Regions from separate parts of the Mus musculus genome. Here regions 2 and 3 are each linked to region 1. The links are chromatin contacts, called in public Hi-C maps. All regions are on one chromosome and are shown on one strand. Each heading gives the region's core, a stretch centred on a gene start, on an enhancer-like site or on the middle of the called end of the contact. The rest is flanking DNA. Distances are from core to core; before and after follow the strand shown. Region 1 holds the start of Tiam1 (T cell lymphoma invasion and metastasis 1). Region 2 has its middle 63 kb from the start of Tiam1. Region 3 overlaps Tiam1 (T cell lymphoma invasion and metastasis 1).

Region 1 (3,586 bases), core at 347-2,846:
GTATATGTGTGTGTTTATGTGTGTGTACCTGTGTGTATGCGTGTGTGCTCGTGTGTACCTGTGTGTATGTGTGTGCTTATGTGTACACATGTACCTTTTCATTGTGGTGTTAGTCTGAGGAGGTCAGAGGCTGACCTCGGATGTCTCTTCAGGGTTTCTCCACTTTATGATCTTGGGGCTCACAGTCACCTCTACTGGCCAGCAATCCTTGTCTTCATAATACTAGGGCTACTGGCGAGTGCCAGCCAGTATGCTTGGATGTTTTGGATCAGGTCCTCTTGTCTGCTTGGCAAACACTGTAGATCCCTTTCTTACCAATGGCTTCCTGCCTGCCTGCCTGCCTGATTCCGGTTGGTGTTCGAGTCACTGTAATCCCTTTAATGATTATTGCATTTCTATTTTTGTGGTCCATATATTTGAGGAAAGTCCCTTGCGTGGGGACAGGGGTCTTCTTTATCTCATTTATATGAGGACACTGTTGCTGTCTTCAGACACACCAGAAGAGGGCATCAGATCTCATTACAGATGGTTGTGAGCCACCATGTGGTTGCTGGGATTTGAACTCAGGACCTCTGGAAGAGCAGTGATGCTCTTAACCTCTGAGCCATCTCTCTAGCTCCAATATCTTTGACTTTTGCTACAGCTAACAACCTTATACAGTGATAATGCTTTATTCACCTGTCAATCTCAGCCACGACTGCTGCAGCCATGTCAGAAAAGCTCTCTGCTTTGTGCTGCAGATACCCGCCTTCCTACATCATGATGCTTCCTTCCTCTGACCGGCCACACCCGAGGCTTCTTTTTATCACTGGCCATTAGAAGTTTTATTTAATGAAACTAATGTTTGGAAACCAAGGTGGAGCCAGGAGAGCAGTACTCTTTGGAGTGAGGGAGAAGGAAGTTAGTGGGTTTCCTCTGCAATTTTTAGAAACTGTCCTATAAATGTTGTTCATGGGAATCAAACATATGGCCGCTTTGTGTTAGAGGGCCAGCGAGAGAGAACTTCTGGAGGATTTTCTGCACTGTGTTAGCAGTTAGCACTGGTTTTAAAAAGGTTTTTGTTTTGTTTTTGTTTTTCTCCTTTCTCCCTTGTCCGATTTCTATGTTTAAACAAGTGTTTAGGAATTACGTCTCTGTCTAGCAAACCATCCAGGGTTCCGCTCCTGTGGGAGCAGGTAAGGAGGTGTAGTTATCCTTTAGGAGATACCAAGATATCTGCAGGTGACAGCAAACAAGAGCCTATGCTTTGCACAGAGAGCTCAGTTTCACTTGTAAAATAGTTAAGATCCTATAGGGAGAAATCTCAAGGATGTGGCGGAGCAGGGTGCTGGAACTGAACGACAGCCAGCAGAGTCCTCAGCTAGGCAAAGGAACGCCAAAGGCGAGAATTTAATTGAAGAAAGGGGCGGAGAGGGAGGCGAGGATGGAGGAGGAGGGGAGGGAAGAGGAGGAGGAGGAGGAGGAGGAGGAGGAGGAGGAGGAGGAGGAGGAGGAGGAGGAGGAGGAGGAGGAGGAGGAGGAGGAGGAGGAGAGGAGGGAGGTGGAGGAGGAGGAGCCGCCGCCGCCGCCGCCGCCCTGGGCCCTCTCCAACACACCCAAATGACCAGATTCATCATAGCACGAAACTTCACAAGTTACACCCACTCCCTCGCCGGCAGCGGGGAAGGCTACAGCTTCCTGATTTCAGTTACTGGAAGTTGGAGAGATGGAAAGGCGGCCGGGAGTGTGAGCCTCGCTGAGCAGCGGGTGAGCTTCGGAAAATTCAATCCACTTTCTACCCGCAGTCTTCTGGTGCTGGGTACTCGGGGAAAGCTGCTGCGTGAGGCTGTGCCGAGGATGGGTGGGAGCCCCGGAACTCTTTACTGTGGTCTGGGGCTGGGAGACTGAATGGCCAGAGTCCTGGCACTGCTTAGTTTCTATGCTGCACCCAGAGCGCCGCGCTTCTCAGTTGTGCTGTGAGAAGCAGTCTGCCACGCGGGTTCTGACTCTCCGGGAAAAGAGGCTGGAAAACTTCATCAGTTTCTCTTGCCTAAGCGAGGATCATTGTATGAGAGAAACGGGAAAGAGGCAGTGAGATTGATCTTGACACCCACCAGGGATGCTTCCTGCCTGAAACCCACCGTGCTGTGTGAGCCTCGGGCGATTAGGCGGTGTATGGGGTAGGGTGGGTGGAGGGAATGCGAAGGAGAGGGCTGGGATTCTAGGCTGGGCTGGTTTCCTTGGGTGGGGGTGGGGGTGTTCTGAAGCTTTGGCTCCTGACCAACACCTGGATGGGACTTCTGGAATGAGGGTCTGGAAGTCTCGAGTTTTCCCACTAGTTTTGCAATTAGGCTAGTTGGGCTAAAAGCCCCTTTGGCATGGGGAAAGGGGGAGGGGGAGAACTGTTTGTTTATCTGGAACTTCATTTTTGATGTGAGTTTTTCTGCCGCAGCTGGTTGATCTGATTCATTGCCTAATCGAATTTGGGGTAGAGTGAAGAGAGGAAGTTTGGCTGAAGGGTGGCACCAGGTTTGGGGTCTTTGTAAGAGACAATATCCTAGCAAAGCATAAACTCGGACCCCCACTCCCCCTGCTCCGCCCCCCCCCCCCATCCTGATTTTTGTTTTCAGCACACTTTCTTGGGTATGTGGTCTTTGATTGCTGTGTGAAGTCAAAGGAAGTTTTGAGGCTGACATACCTGTTTTGCATATTTCGGATCTCATCAGTGATTTGGTGATGCATTGGAGCCAGGATCTTATATGTTTGTTACTAGCTAATCCTTCATGAAATTACTTTTATAGTAAGAAAGGTAACTGCGATGGCTGGCTCTTAGGTTTGTAACTACCTATCCATTTTGCAACAAACTCCTAGTTTGAAGAGAGTGGAATGGGAGGTGTTCTTAGCTGATCTGGTCATTTTCCTAGTGTCAGATAGGATGGCTCGGCTGTCTCTTCCACTCTGGTATTGCGAATCTGGGAAGCAGGCTGCCGGGAACCTTCTGCTCCCTTGAGGGGTAAAGATCTACATGTAAAGGAACGACTCTGTGACCAAACTAGACCTGGCGGGGGTGGGGGTGGGGGTGGGGGTGGGGGACGGACAGGTGGCATGGCCCAAGCTGTCACACCTGCTAGCTCTTCTGTGGATCCAGAACCAGCTCAGTAGGGAGGTGGCTGTGGGCACGGTGTTGTTGCACCTACTTCTGAGGAACCGGTTGTCTGCCGCTCTGCAGGAGGCAGCTGAACTGGATCTTGTGATGGCCAGGGCAACACTGAGTAATGGATGCGATTCATGGAACAGTAACCCGGAGAGAAAGGGGGAGAGAAAGGGGAAGCTGCGCGGCGAGTGACAGATGAAGTGCTCGCTGTGGGTGGACACAGTGGACGGAGCTGGGGTTGACTCTGCTGTAGGACCCCTAAGTGTCTGGAAAGCTCCAGCTCTTGTGTGGTGGTCTTCTTTTGGCCCCCTCCCCCTCCTTCCTGGTTTGCCTCTGTTTGCTTTATATGCTTTTAAAGTTCTGAATACAGTTTGTTACAGATCTATAGGACCACTGACATTGTTTGTTTTAGTAACTAATTTTCATTGGAAGTTTCCCAGTTCTTGTAAGGTT
Region 2 (3,586 bases), core at 741-3,240, 62 kb before region 1:
GAGAATGGACTGTGAGAAAGCTAAGCCTACATAGCCTTAGGTTTTTCAAAACCTACTTTAGTAAGGGTTCTCAGATGCTTCGACCCCCTTCTAGTGCACTGCCCAAAGGTAGGGGAGATAAGATGTGTAATAGGACAATGTGCATGCAGACCTGATTAGAAGTAATTCTTCGTGAAGATTCCAGTCTTTGTTGTCAGGATACCAGCAGTCCAGTTCAGTAGTGTCACCACTACGTGAACCAGCAGTGGTGGCACAATCCAGCAGAAATAGCCAGGCCTCTGCCGAATTGGCACGAGTCAGTGGGGGCAGCCAGAATCAGCCGGAATGCCAGGAGAAGTTCTCTGCAGTGCCTCTCTTAACAAGAGTGAAGAAGACACAAGACCCACAAAGCGTTGCACCGCTAGCAACGGAAGTACATTGTCACCGTCTGTTGGGTCCTACTTATATTCTCTCCAAACTTCACATGTCCTTCCATGTGTCTGCTTCAGCAACACATCATCACATGACACCACCAGAAATTTCCACTTCATAAGCCCCCAATTAAATGATTCCTTTTATAAGAGTTGTGTTGGTCATGGTGTCTCTTCACAGCAATATATTAACATGGTTCTGAATCGCCAAGAAACCCATTTTTTCCTCCCTAATGGCTTAGGGGTTCCTTTGATAAAGTTGAGCCACGGGCCACTGGGAAGTAAGCTGCACAAGGGAAATGGATTCCAAGCAGAGAACACTAACATCAGAAGAGGCAGGAACAATCCTGTCCACTCAGCCTGTCCTGGCGGAGTGCAGCCACAGAGCATGGTCTTCGTGAAGCATTCTGGGAGCAGTGTGGAGCGTGGAAGGGAGACTGGCATTGAACACCCGTGTTTCTGGTTCTTGGTCTGGAAGTGGGAGAAGAAGGAAGCCTTTACACATACTCGCCCTGGACTTGGAAAGATCCACGTCAGCAGCCTTGATCTCCACGAACTGACCTCTCGGCTAGCCCACCAAGTCTGCTCAGATGATCAGTGGTCATCTCCGGAGGGAACTCACGTGTCACAGGCAAGCCATGGGATTTGTCACTGTTAACAAGACGATCGATAATACAGTGAGCTCTCCCTGCTTTTGCTGAGAATTCCTGGTCTTGCGCTAAGTACTTTGAAAAGCTGTCTTAGATGGGATGAAGATTTTTTTTCTCCCAGGTGTTCATTTTCTTCTGTCTTTGGTCTCACTGTTGGGTGATCGAAAGAGCTGTAGGATGTTCTCCATTTCCCGGGGTAGACCCCGCCTCCATGGAGCCTCTGATCACCTGGGACTTCCTCAGGGAACACTTGCAGAATCTGTCCCTTGGAGCAGTTGGCTATTTAAGCTCCGAGGCGGCTTTCTCTGAGTCCTGCGGGTGGCGTGTGTCCCCAGTGCATTCTGGAAATCCTTTGGTTTGCTTGATGCATTTGTTTGGACGTGACCTTTTTCTGGTTTCTCTTTCCTGGGCTTTTGCCCGCTGAGGAAATGATCTTCAGATCCTGTCCATCTGCACTGGTGGCAGCAGAAGAGAGATTTTCTCTTCTCTGTGGTCCAGATCCAAAGGCCAGACACCTGTCCTTCAGGGACTCGTGTTATTCTGATGGGTGTCGTTTCCTGATGTGTAGACTTAAAGATGTCTAGTTCTGTAAGTCATCAAATGTGATGTGAGACAGGGTGGGGCGGGTCCTTGGCTGATCTGAGGTGCTTTTATTGATTGTTTACTGGACACACAATGGAATGATTTCTTACCTCCATACCTCCGTCCCCAGCCGGCCCTCAGTGTTGGCCCTGTTTAGTAAGTTTTTCCTGTCTGTGCCTGATTCATCCCGAGAGCTTTGCAGATAGATCCTTTGGGAACCTTTGAGTTTGAGAAGAAAAAGGACAGCGTTTCTTTTAAGTTAATGAAAACCCTCTGCAGGAGAAACGTGTGCATGTGCTGTGTCTAGGCTGTGCTCACGGACACTTGCCCACTCCCCTGGTTGTTAAGGAGATCCATATGGGTTTGGATCAGGGTTGAAGCTCATCAGAGTTCTTCCTGTGCAGCTTTAGAGCTTTGTGGTGATTTTAGAGTAAACCCCGCAGGCTCCTGAGGGTTCTGCCCTGGAGGAACCACCGGTGGGGAGTGACGTGCAGAGGTGAGGGACCAGATCTCAGCTCTTCTTCCAGGCCTCACCATCTGCCAACTGTCACGTTTGTAGTCATCATGAGCTTGGAAGAGTGCTCCCCGAGCTCCGCTCTCATCCGCCAGGGCCGGCCAGTCCGTGCATTTCCAGGTGTTGAGATGGCTAAGCTGATGTAACCCCAGATGCTGCTGCAGGAGAGTCCAGCCGAGTCTCACTCACAACTGTGAGACTGGATCGTCACCTCATTTCCAGTCGGGTCCCTGTGGAAGGAGAACAGCTGGCCTGTCTGTTTTTTGTCTGCCTGAGGGTTCCTTAAAAAGCAGTCTGAGCTTGTGCCAAGCAGAAGAGTAGATGTGCTAGGGTCTGGCTGCGGCCAGACTGGCTTTATTGACTCTTTTGATAAAGTGGGATGGGATTCCTTTCTCAGGGGCATAAATTCATGCTAACGTGGGCATGGGGCAGGATGAATGAGACATATGGAAATAGCAAGAGATGCCGAAGCCAGGCCAGGAAGGATACCATTCAGATATGTTAGGAAATGTCCAATAGAAGCAGGAGTTTGTATTGGTTATCTTGTTTTAAAAAATGTTTTGCCATTCATTCATTCATTCATCCACCTACCCACTTATCTTATCTCTATCTATCTCTATCTATCTATCTATCTATCTATCTCTCAATGTATCTATCTGTGCACACGTGTGCCACAGCCTGACACAGGTCATCAGTGGGTAGCTTGTGGGATCAGCTCTGCTTTTCCACCCTCTGGGTTCCAGGGCTTAGACTCAGATCGCCCAGTTTGGTGGCCAGTGGCTTTTCTTGCTGAGCCGTCTAGCTGGGTCTCCTCTTAACCTTTTCAAGGCACAGATGAAGTTACTTCCTCCTGCTGTCCAGCCTTGCTGGCATCACAGAGAATCTGCTCTCCACGTGCACCAGCATGGAGCAAACCCACCTGACTCAGTGTATGTGTGCATGGTTAAATTGAATTTAATTATTATGATTTTTAAAAAGAGGGTCTCACCCTGTATTCTTGGCTGTCCTGAAATTCACCACACAGACCAGGCTGACCTTGAACTCACAGAGATACGGCTACCCCCTCCCTGAGTGCTGCAATTAGAAGTGTGCACTGCTTGTCCAGCTGTGTGTGTCAATAATTTTGAAAAGAAATTAATTTCCTCTGTACTGAGCATGTTCAAAAGTTTTCCTTGTCATTGTTTCCTGAGCAGTACAGTGTGGCTGCTGTTTATGTGCGCGCATTGTATTAGGTGCAAAAATGATCTAGAGAGAATTCAAAGTGTACAGGGGCTGGGGGTGAGTAGAGAATGTGGACAGATAGTCTGCCGTTCCATGAGAACGAGAGCCTCCTTGACTTTTGATGTTCCAGGACGGTTCTAGAACCACGTACATTCTCTCCTCCACAGAAATGGAGACGGTTCTAGAGCGAACCTCTCTCCTCCACAGAT
Region 3 (3,586 bases), core at 760-3,259, 39 kb after region 1:
CGGCCTGCGTGGTGCTTTTATGGCTGATGGAGAAGATTCGGATGAGAAGAGATAGAACCTTGGAGCAGGAAGATTCCCAGGTGAGGGTGTCTCTGGCAGTGACATCAGTGCTTGGAACAGCCAGCGAGGCAGCCAGCTTGAGAGCTTGATTAAGGCAGGGAGGCGTACTATGAGCAGGCCCATTTTGTTAAAGGTTGTTTCCCACAGTGGGAAGCAATGAAACACTCACTTTCGGCTGCATGTCAGTATGTTCTAAAAAAGTCTTTAAGATGAAGAAAGTCAGTGGGGGTTGGGGGGCGTGGAAGGGGTCTGAGTCTCCTCTTGTCGCCTGCTGGGTTTGAAGAGCTTAACTTTGACCATAGGCAGTGTCTCTCTGGAAGCCCTGGTAAGCCCTTCTGTGCAGATAAATGACCATATCAGAAGCTGAAGGACGTGGGCCTGGATCCAAAGACAAGTGAGCCACTCCTGTGTCCCCAGACAGCAGGTATACCTTCATGCCTGTAAGTGGGGTAGGTGTGAAGCGCTTACCTGGTCCCAGGTTGCTATGGTGATTAACTGATCATGTGTGTGTGTGTGTGTGTTTGTTTGTTTATGTTTATGCGTGTATATGTGCATATAATTGTTCACACACATATACACACACTTCTTAAATTATGAAGCACCTTGCATATTTTATTCATGTTCTCTAGCTATTTTTACTCTCCTGTGATATTCACAGCATACAGCTGTCTGTAGTAACCATTTACATACACATATGGCTCCATGCTGTTAAGTGCATTCCTGTTTACATAAGCCTGGCCATCCAACTCCAGGGCTGTCTCACTTTCTTAGGCTGACCTCTAAACATCGCTGCACAACCTTCCTTCTGGTCCCCACTTCCCCTCGCCACCTTTACATCCGCCATTCCACTTTCTGTAGCACACAGTGCCTTCAGGCGTCTGCCCTGTCTTTACACACAGTGAACAGAGATGGCGCTCTGTTCCTTTTCTTGGCTCACTGATCCCGGCACGGTACTTTTAGCACATGGCATTGCGCTGGATGAGACTGCACAACCCACCAAGTGTTGTTACTCTGTGTCATTAGTATGAGCTGGAGCAGGGCTATCAGGGTACCAGTGTGTGTGTGTGTGTGTGTGTGTGTGTGTGTGTGTGTGTGTGTGCGCGGTGTAGGCCAGAAGTCAGTATCACATGTCTTCCCTGATTATTGCTTTTAACCTCTTCCTTAGAGACAGTATGTATCGTTGAACTTGGAACTTACAACTCATCTAGCCTGGCTGGCCAGCCCCAGGGATCCTCTTGTTTGTGTCTCCTCACTGCTAGGATTACACGGCCATGCTGCCATTTCTAGCTTCCCTGTGGGTACTGGGAGGTCCACACTCAGGTCCTCGGGCTTGTGCAGTGAACGCTGTACCACAGAGCCACCTCCTCAGCCCCGTGGAGTGTAGGAGACGTAAGCGAGGGTCTGTTCCAGCTTCAGTTGGAACCGAAGCTGGTTTTGAACATCAAGGCTGCCATTGACACATAGATAATGCTTTGTTTTGTGTTAAAATGCACCTCGAGGCAATATTGGCATGTTGTGTAACACATGCGTGGTGTGTAACACATGCGTGGTGTGTATGCAGGCAGGGATTTAAGGTTTTGCATTTTTCTCCCCCATCGGTGGTAGAGTTCTCTCCTTTCACTCTAGAGATCCCGAAGATGGAGCTCGCCTGGCTTTGTGGCAAGCCCCTTTACCTACTGAACCGCCCCGCTCCTCCCTCCGTGGACGGAGCAGGCAGATCGCTCCTCCCTCCGTGGACGGAGCAGGCAGATCGAGTTGGGATCGGAGTGGGATTGGGTTGAGTTGAGTGAAGACCGCGGCCTGAGAACAGTCGTCGAAGGGACTTTTTAAGACGGAGAATGACATCAGGGTCTTATTTACCTTCATGGGAAACGGAACTGAGCTGGGTGGCACGGCACAGATGGTACATTGTTCCTGCAAGTGTGAGGACAGGGAGAGAAACAGATCCAAACAGGAGGCTCCGGAGCTGGCACCCAGGCGCCAGCATTGGCTCAGGCCTCCCCCAGCCCAGCCTCCCTGCGCTTGCGGGAACGCGGCATCGCAGAAGCAGGAGGCTGCTGTTATTTTGATCACCAGGCTCTGTTTAGTGAATACACTTGATTAATCCCCTCCTTCTCCTCATGGATGCTATTTTGAGTGGAAAATCACTACTGGAAAAACAAATCCCTACATTGATTATGTACAGCATGCGCCCCCTCCCCCTTACATGCCAGTTGGAGTCTCTCTCAAAAGCCCCTATTCTAAGGCTTAATCTCCAGCCTGTCACTTTTGGGAACCTTTTAAGGTTACGGGCACCGGTGGAAAGATTATGGGCTGTGTCTTGTGAGGATTTGGGGACCTCGTCTTTTCCCTGTTTCATCTCTCTTTCCACTCTCTGTCTGTGGAGTGACTTTGCATCCAGCAGGAGCCCCCTCACCAGCAGACCACAGACTAGAGCCTCCAAAGCATAAACCATAACTGATTTCCTGAGATACTCGCTACACCACACCCACTGGGCTGTGGAGCCTAATGGTTAGAGGCACTCCATTGTATTTCAAAGAATCTGAAGCCACAGAGAGGTTGGCTGGTTTGTACCCAGTTAACAAGTTCTCTCAGCTCTCAAGAAAAGGAACATGGCTTACCCACCTGTGGTGTGTGTTCCTTCATGTGGCACATGGAAAAGCAGTGTTAGGAGGCAGTCTTAAGCCCGAGTGCTTAGCCTGTGTTCTCCGAAGGTGGGCATTTTCAGAAAGGGCTATGCTTAGGCCATGGAGGGCACCCCCCTCCTCCCCAGCCTTCTCAGGACTGGTTTGGTTTAAATGGGGACTTGTCAGTTCTTCCTAGCTGGGAGGAAATGCTTTCTCAGCATGGTGCATTAGTCATGAGCAGGGTGTAGGAGGGGGTTGAACAATCAGCCCGACCCTCCTCCCCGTGGATGGGCTTTCAGGCTCAACTCCCAGCCCCAGCTGGGTTGGAATTGAGGACTTGCTGGGGACACCCCCACACACTCTCCCCGCTGTGCACTTGAAGTCTTGGATCACGAGTGGGAGAGGTTAGCGATTTCAAGGCTGGCATCAAGTACCGCCAGCCTGGAGCTCAGGGAACCATGGCCTCCGCAGCTTGCACGTGTGTCATAGGGCAGCTGGGTGAAGGGTCACGCGAAGGGCACTGAGGTGCCAAGTGCCCAACTGTGTGCTCCGAGTCTGTGCTTCCGGCCCCCAGTGCTGTTTTCCACCATCCTGAGAAAGAGCTGGAAGGTGTTGGCTTGAGTAGAAACCTGGGATCCCAGCAACCCAGGATGACAAGCTCCCTTGAGTACAAGAAGCACCAGCCAGCTACTCACTGTGAACACTCTATGGGGACAGACTGCTTAGAATGTCTTCATTTGGCAGATACTGACGCTGTCCCTCATGCCATGGAGAAAAGGAAAGTCAGTTGCTTGTCGGCTTATTGACTCTGGTGTCTGGTTGTTTGGTCAAATCAGTAGTTCCCATCCTTGGCTTGTGTGGACAGTAGTGGGGTATTACGGGTATATGTAATATAAGTG

Evidence for each region. A called contact is a pair of places that touch in the nucleus more often than the background predicts.
Region 2: a Hi-C map of cerebellum shows a contact between it and region 1, with 2.7 times the contacts expected there. The contact joins the enhancer-like site here to the promoter of Tiam1 in region 1. A contact is called at or near these places in 15 of 484 Hi-C or Micro-C datasets (8-cell embryo, the G1E-ER4 cell line, Sertoli cells and 10 more), 5 of 115 datasets of contacts at active chromatin or transcription factors (double positive thymocytes, embryonic stem cells and forebrain) and 4 of 9 other capture datasets (adipose tissue, embryonic stem cells, liver and 1 more).
Region 3: a contact with region 1 is called in a Hi-C map of cerebral cortex, with 1.8 times the contacts expected there. The contact joins the enhancer-like site here to the promoter of Tiam1 in region 1. A contact is called at or near these places in 4 of 484 Hi-C or Micro-C datasets (brain, cerebral cortex, embryonic fibroblasts and 1 more), 3 of 115 datasets of contacts at active chromatin or transcription factors (bone marrow-derived macrophages, embryonic stem cells and memory CD8 T cells) and 4 of 9 other capture datasets (adipose tissue, liver, macrophages and 1 more).

The regions. Positions count from the first base shown.
Region 1 is chr16:89,958,837-89,962,422 of GRCm38.p6, reverse strand. It overlaps Tiam1 (T cell lymphoma invasion and metastasis 1), which reads left to right and starts at 1,596. Exons shown (of 28, transcript NM_009384.3): 1 at 1,596-1,746.
Region 2 is chr16:90,021,670-90,025,255 of GRCm38.p6, reverse strand. It overlaps a transcript of Tiam1 not described here. Among named protein-coding and RNA genes, the nearest start is that of Tiam1, 63 kb to the right of the region's middle. Within about 2 kb of position 1,990, at least 11 of the 459 cell types and tissues checked have an H3K27ac peak or open chromatin away from gene starts, as enhancers often do. A contact at or near this core is called in cerebellar granule neurons and cerebellum, where this site is marked.
Region 3 is chr16:89,920,019-89,923,604 of GRCm38.p6, reverse strand. All of the region lies in intron 2 of Tiam1 (T cell lymphoma invasion and metastasis 1), which reads left to right. Among named protein-coding and RNA genes, the nearest start is that of Tiam1, 39 kb to the left of the region's middle. Within about 2 kb of position 2,009, at least 36 of the 459 cell types and tissues checked have an H3K27ac peak or open chromatin away from gene starts, as enhancers often do. A contact at or near this core is called in brain, cerebral cortex and forebrain, where this site is marked.